Linked DNA regions of Danio rerio: region 2 is linked to region 1. The links are chromatin contacts, called in public Hi-C maps. All regions are on one chromosome and are shown on one strand. The core of a region is the stretch at or near the end of the contact, and the rest is flanking DNA. Distances in the headings are between cores, read along the strand shown.

Region 1 (3,725 bases), core at 1,181-3,680:
TTTGTTCCTCACTATTACATCACAGGACAGATATCACAGGAATGAAATGTATACGCAAGGCCGCAGAAGCACTTCATATGCACCTGTTTGTAGCTGCTAGAGCTGAGGTTTGGAGGAAAAAATGAGATAAACAGAAGGGGGAAAACAGCAGTTCCTTCAGACAAGTGCACTCTGAGATAAAGCAGCAGAATGAAATGTGCACCGGACATCTGGATTCATAGCTCACACAAGGACATTTTGCATTAGTAGCAGTTTATTTTAAGTCCATCTGTTTCAATGAAAGGCATATTTGTCGGCTTTCTCGAGAAGAAACAACGCAAGAAATTTTTTGATCCATTCATGATTCATTACATTCAAGTGCCATGTTTTTAAGTTTTGTAAATAGTTTAAAAAAACTATTCAGTAGGATGAAAATATTTTTTTATGATGAAACAATAATAATAGTTATATTTACTATTATTATTATTGTCGATATATACAATAGACATCAGAATTATTAGCCCCCCTTTGAATTTTTTTTCTCTTTTAAATAATTGCCAAATCATGTTTAACAGAATTCTTGAGATTTCATTGGGACAACTTAATTTGTCCCCATGAAATTATCATTTATTATTTATTATTATTTATTACAACTTAATTTATCCAGATAAACTTGTTAAAAGTGTTAAGTTAACTTAATCAATTTGTGCTGGGACAACTTGAATAAATTGTGTGGAATCCTGCATTTTTTTTACAGTGTAATTAGCCTAGTTAAGCCTTTAAATGTCACTTTAAGCTGTATAGAAGTATCTTGAAAAAATATCTAGCAAAATATTATTTTCTGTCATCATGGCAAAGAATAAAATAAATCAGTGATTATAAATGAGTTATTAAAACTATTACGTTTAGAAATGTGTTGAAGAAATCTTTTCTCCATTAAACAGAAATTGGAGAAAAAAATTAAAAGGGGGGCTAATAACTGACTTCAACTGCATTTAACATGTAACACTAAACTTTTAAATATATTATATTAAAACATGAATTGAAAAGATATAACACAACTGTAAACATAATATAAAATAATTAGTAATAATGTTAATAGTAATAGTTGGCTAGACATTACTGCATTAGATGCACGTCTATTACAGATGCTGTTAAACACAAAGAAAAAAATGTATAAATAAATAAATGCATACATATAGTCAAATAATAATACATAACAGTAATAATAACAATGGCTGCCCATAATTGTATAATTATGTATTTATATACACGTATATAAGAATTGTCTAAACAACAAAAATAATATAATTAATGAAAAATAATAAATAAGTGATGAGCAATTTGAAAATATTAGTGAAACCATTACTGCATTGTTTGTGCAAATAATTGACAGTGCTTTTAAAAATACTCAAAAGTGTCTCTGTTAATGTTTTCAAACAATTATATTTGGTTTACCAAAATCACACAAGTGCCAATTTCACATCGGTCACATCCAAAACAGCTTTTCCCAACATAAAATCAATCAGCTTTGTTCTATAGTGAGTCAACTCTTATCCTTTTGATTGGCATTATTTCTTTTGGGTTGTACAGTTTAAGAATTTCTACAAAATATATTGTATACTGTCAACTCCGTAACTTTGTTCATCACATCCATAACCCATGTTTAAAAATATAATTCAGAATGTCATGATTCGCATTATTTAAAAAATTACTTTGTATAGTTTTTATTCTACATTCAGAAAATTATTTAATGAGTGCAAAGCATGACCTTCTGAATTATAATATTGACAAGATTAACACAACAAAAAATTGTTTAAAAACTGCGAGCGTACAGTGCAAACTTTATTACCTCATTAAAAATATTGAAAAAATGTTTACAGATTAATATTTTTCTGCTTCCATAACTCTGTGTTTAGTTGTTTAGGAAAGTATAAACCGATGTTTCAATATAATGCTATCATATACTTTCTCTGTCAATTTATGTTTTGAATGTTGTTATGTTGGAATTGCTCTAATACATTGATGAGCCAGACATAACTGTTTATTATATACATAAAAGAACAACCCCAATAACCATTGTTATAATAAATACAATTATTATTATTATATGAATGTAAATTATTTGGTAAACCAAAAAAAAATTATTACAATTAAATTATGTTGCCTGAAAAAACAGAACAAACCAAAAAACATTATGACAGAATGTATGACTGAGAATTCGGAATCAAGTATTCCTTGATAACTCTCTGAATAAAAATAAAAATACAATCATTGTTACTGATCCAATAACACGGATTTGACTCAGTTCACAGTAACACTGACTCATGTCATGATTCAATAGACCTTCGTCAGTGTAGACGCACATAATGACAGCTGACTCTTCCTCTGTATCTGCAATTGCATTAGTGACACACAGTCCAGTCTCAGGGTCACATGCCTTTATTGTTACTCTCCTACACCCCCAACGCAAACACACATTTCTGCACACACTCCCAGCCACTGGCCACCTGGTGAGGCCACTATCAGCCCGGGCCATCAATGCACAAAAGAGACAGCTGCACCCCTCCACATTGGCCATGCATGAACACAACTGACCCTCACATTCATGAGCTCTGATCAATCCTGACTCATCGCTGTCATGTTCACCAGCTCCACGTCATGTACGATTATCAGGTAATTGACAGAAAGACGCCGGCTGCTCCATTAAAATGGATATTAAAACGCATGTGCTCTCATCATGTTAGCACCCCATCGAAACTAGCCGCTAGTTAAGAATAAGAAGTGCAAATGGGATACATTGTAATAATATCTGTTAATTAACAGTTTACGTACTTTGTGTTTTCCTTTTATTTACGCTTGTGAATTGAATTAGGAGATCTTGATCTCTGCTCTGTCCACTTTTGATGTTGAAGAATTCAACTTTACAGTTTAACAAAGTGACTTTTTATTGACATGTCTGTAGTTTGGGATAAGATATTGTTTAAGAAAAAATATATAGAGAACCAAGTTTGTAGAATAACAGAAAATGTACTGGCAACTTATTACCAGGTTCTTGCAGCATAATAAACAACACAGACCCAGACAATCTATCACTTTAAGCTATTAAAAATGTTCATAAAAGTCACTTTTTCAAACTTTTGAAAAGTCCAATAATCAGGGCTTGACATTAACTTTTTTGACCACCAGCCGCTGTGGCTAGTAGTTTTCCAACGTTACTAGCCACTTGCCATTTTCACTAGCCACAATTTTGTTGTTGGGAAATTATAAGTTGTTTTCAATCATGTTCTGGTGATGTGCAAAATTCAGGTAGAGGGCAGGAGGTAAAAAACTGAATGAGAGACATAGTGAAAAGTCTGTATGTTTGCGATTTATATCATATTTATAAATAGGAAATAAGCACATATGCTGAGCATGATCCTTATATCATTAAGAGGGCTGAGTTTCCTACTGAACTAATATTTGCCTGTCATCGAGGTGGCATATACTGTATAAGCTATAACGTTAACGTTACATGAAAAATACTATAGTAAATACTAGTGTTTGGAAGTATACTATAATTACATGAAGCTGTCATAGTAATTATATTGTAGCTGTGGTACAAAACAACTGTAGTAATGAACAAATTATTCAATAGGCTTCAGTGTTGTATGCTTTAATTTTACACCATCACAATGCTCCACAGTTTCCACTAACAATATTTATTACAGTTTATCGGTTTACTGTTATACAGTGTTCTGTAACAT
Region 2 (3,780 bases), core at 796-3,295, 42 kb before region 1:
GGGGCGAATAATTCAGGGGGGCTAAAAATTCTGACTTCAACTTTATATTTAAAAATTGTATAAATGCTGCACTATTTGGCAGTTTACATTCCATAATATATTTCATTAATATCACTGCTTTAAGATTTACTAGTAGTTTTAACTGTAAAAGTGTTTAAACAAAAATGGGGCTCCCAACGTTTTTTAGTACAGTACAAAAATGGTGCAAGCTTATTTGCCAATATTAGATGGAAGGCTCTGAAAAAGCTTATACATACACTCTCCTTAATAAAGCGGTTAAAAGAGGGCTTAAAACATCTATTCACCTAACATTTAAACATTATGGGAATGTCTCTCTCATCTACTTGTAATCTAGTCGACCAAGACATATCTTAAAACCAGTTGTAAACAAGGCCAAAGTGTTGAAAAATGTACAAACTCAAAAATAATAAACTAAATTTAACCCTGTATTAAGTATTGCCGTTCACTTAAAAAACGTATCTTAAAAGGTCAGTTTACACACAAATGTAAATTCTGTCAACATTTACAAGCCTCTGACTTCTTCCAAACCATCTGAGGTTTTTTCTGTTCAAAACAAAAGAAGATATTTTGAAGAATGTTGGAAACCGGCAACCATTGACTTCCATAGTCTTTGTTTTTCCAACTATGGATGTTAATAGTTACTGGTTTCTAAACATTCTTTAAAATATTTCTTTCATGTTCTACATAACAAAACAAAAATGGTTTGGAAGAAGTCAAGGGCGAGTAAATGAAATATAAATTATTTTTTAATGAACTATCCTTCTATGGAACTAATAATATGCCAAAACAATCTGAATTTAAATTGTGTTAATTTCAATTATTGACAATTGTAATTTAATAAATCAGAATTTTTATCTGACTTTTCGGTAATCATCTACACTTCACCGTTGATCACCCCTGACCTACTGTCTGCTGAATCTGAATTGCACAATCTGAATTTCTGGTTTTGAATTTTAGGTTATTGAATCAGTCTGAATTTCTTCATCTTGAAAACTTGAAACTTTACTTTTACAAACGGGACATCTGCAGTCGATGAGTTTGAAAATACGTCTATAAAAGAAAATCAGCCTTGAAAAACTCAGTTGTTTTTAATTTCAGATGTTCAATATTTAAGTTTTGAAATACAAATTCAAATTCATTCATAGATTTTCTAGTCGGCTTAGTCTCTCCATTAATCCGGGGACGCCACAGCGGAATGAACCGCCAACCCATCCAGCAAGTTTTTACGCAGCGGATGCCCTTCCAGCCGCAACCCATCTCTGGGAAACATCCACATACACATTCACACACACACTCATACACTACGGACAATTTAGCCTACCCAATCCACTTGTATCGCATGTCTTTGGACTGTGGGGGAAAATGGAGCACCCGGAGGAAACCCATGCGAAGGCAGGGAAAACATCCAAACTCCACACAGAAACGCCAACTGAGCCGAGATTCGAACCAGTGACCTTCTTGCTGTGAGGCGACAGCACTACCTACTGCGCCACTGCCTCGCCCAAATTCAAATTAAGAAATTCAAATTCAAAAGGATTTTTAATGTCATATGAAAATTCAGATTTGTCAATTGTCAATAATTCAAATTAACACAATTCAAATTCATATTGTTTTGGCATATTATTAACTCCCTATCCATCTAATACCAGGTGACAATGCCAAAGTAATCAAAAGCGGTCAGAAAAATCAGTAAAACCAGCATTAAATCTCATGAACAAAAACACATCTTACCAGTTGCAAACAGGGCCATTAATTTGCATTTCAAAACAACGAAATGCACCTACTTTAATGTTTAACCATTTCCACAATCTGTACTTACTGTTGCCTATTAGTAATCAGACCGCAAGCCTGTAAACACCTCAGTTCGACACAAAAAATGCACCTCATTCAACACTGTTGTGAAAGTTGGCATCGCATAACTGTCCGATCAATACATAAGGACAGCTAGAGTCCATCTTGCTGCTTTCTAACACAAACAAACCCCTCCGCCACAGCCAGATGGCGCTCTTTCCCCCTTTCCTTCCTGAACGGGCAATGGCGAAGGAAGAGGAAAAGCAACAAAGAGGCATCACTCACTCATCTCTTCCTCCATGTGCCAGACACAAATGCAAACAAAGCGTCTCAGTGCTGACCTGTGAAGCTGCTGTTCATTTCAGGAACCTCGTCATCATCCTCAGTCTCTGTAGGCACTATTCCAGCATTTTGCATCTCATTGTAGGACTTGGTGCGACGCGGGGTGGACGGCTGGGATCCGGGAAGGCTGTCTTGAAGAGCATCGCCAGTGATCACTTTGCCACTAGGGGGCTTAATAGGCGGCTTGGGTGTGCCATAATAGTTACCTAGAAACAAGAGGATATTGGCAGAATTCAAGGAAAGACATAGGGTGGATAGGATGATTCCAAAATAATAGTTGTCACTATATTTCCCCAGTTGATTGATTACATTATTTGATTTTTTTTAAATCCTATGTTTAAGTTTGCAAATGAGGAAGTGTTTTATTAAATATAAGATTTCATTTGTCAATTTTCATTTATTTTTTAACATGTTTGAGTCAAATTTCTTTTAGTGCCTCATAATTCAAAAAACACTGCAAACAGCCAGAAAAAGTGGAATTTGTAGAATAAAAATGTTGTACTGTAATACAGTTGAAGTCAGAATTATTAGCCCCCCTGTTTATTTTTTTATTCAATTTCTGTTTATTGATAAGAAGATTGTTTCAACACATTTCAAAACACTCGATTTTGAGAGTTTAGACCAGATTTATCATCCTCACATTTCAACTCATTTCTAATCACTGATTTATTTTATCTTTGCCATGATGACAGTAAATTATATTTTACTACATACTTTTAAAGACACTTCTATACAGCTTAAAGAGACATGTAAAGCCTTAACTAGGTTAATTAGGCAAATTAGGTTATTTTATAACGATGGTTTGTTCTGTAGACTATCGGAAAAATCTAAAGGGGTTAGTAATATTGTCCTTAAAATGGTTTTTAAAAAACTTATAACTGCTTTTATTCTAGCCTAAATAAAAAAAAGACTTTCTCCAGAAGAAAAAATATTATCACTCATCCTGTGAAAGTTTCTTTGCCCTGTTAAGCATCATTTAGGAATCAAAGGGGGACTAATGATTCGGACTTCCACCGTTTATAGAGGAATGAAAACATGGAATGAATGCCTTCAGACATTACATGCTTTGTAACAAGTAAAATGAGGCTTTAAAAAATTGTTGAAAAAATATTTAATAGCACAATATTAAGTGGATTGTTGATCTGGATGTTATGTATGAATTTGTTTTTTTGTTTGTTTTTATTGCACTTTGTTGTTATGAATTAATGTCATTTTGTTCTGTGCTCGATGGACCCCAGGAAGAATAGCTACCTTGTTAGTGGCTAATGGGGATCCTGATAAAAATAAAAATAAATAAATAAATAATAATATACAGGGTTTCTACAGGTTTCAAGTCAAATTTAAGACTATAATGAATAAAATTTCAGACTTACACAAGGGTAAATGCTGAAAAAAACTATTTTAAAGCCCAAAAGTTAAAGTTAAAATCTATTTTAAAAGCAAATGTTATTTTAGAGAAGATAATTAAACCATATTAATGATTAAATAGAGTTAATAAATAAACGCTTCTTAAAACTTTTATTGAAATATATTATTAGTGACTTGATGGGTGTTTGGTATAGCTTTACATAAACATAGGTAAATTAAGACCTGTAAAAATGATTTAAGATCTACAACACAATATTT

What was found. A called contact is a pair of places that touch in the nucleus more often than the background predicts.
Region 2: a contact with region 1 is called in a Hi-C map of an unstated tissue, with 2.1 times the contacts expected there. The contact joins two enhancer-like sites. A contact is called at or near these places in 1 of 18 Hi-C or Micro-C datasets (an unstated tissue) and 1 of 4 datasets of contacts at active chromatin or transcription factors (gastrula embryo).

The regions. Positions count from the first base shown.
Region 1 is chr11:21,068,511-21,072,235 of GRCz12tu, reverse strand. The region is part of intron 2 of magi1b (membrane associated guanylate kinase, WW and PDZ domain containing 1b); the gene reads right to left. Among named protein-coding and RNA genes, the nearest start is that of magi1b, 100 kb to the right of the region's middle. Within about 2 kb of position 2,430, at least 6 of the 62 cell types and tissues checked have an H3K27ac peak or open chromatin away from gene starts, as enhancers often do.
Region 2 is chr11:21,110,201-21,113,980 of GRCz12tu, reverse strand. It overlaps magi1b (membrane associated guanylate kinase, WW and PDZ domain containing 1b), which reads right to left. Exons shown (of 22, transcript NM_001007063.2): 4 at 2,154-2,360. Among named protein-coding and RNA genes, the nearest start is that of rhol, 78 kb to the left of the region's middle. Within about 2 kb of position 2,045, at least 21 of the 62 cell types and tissues checked have an H3K27ac peak or open chromatin away from gene starts, as enhancers often do.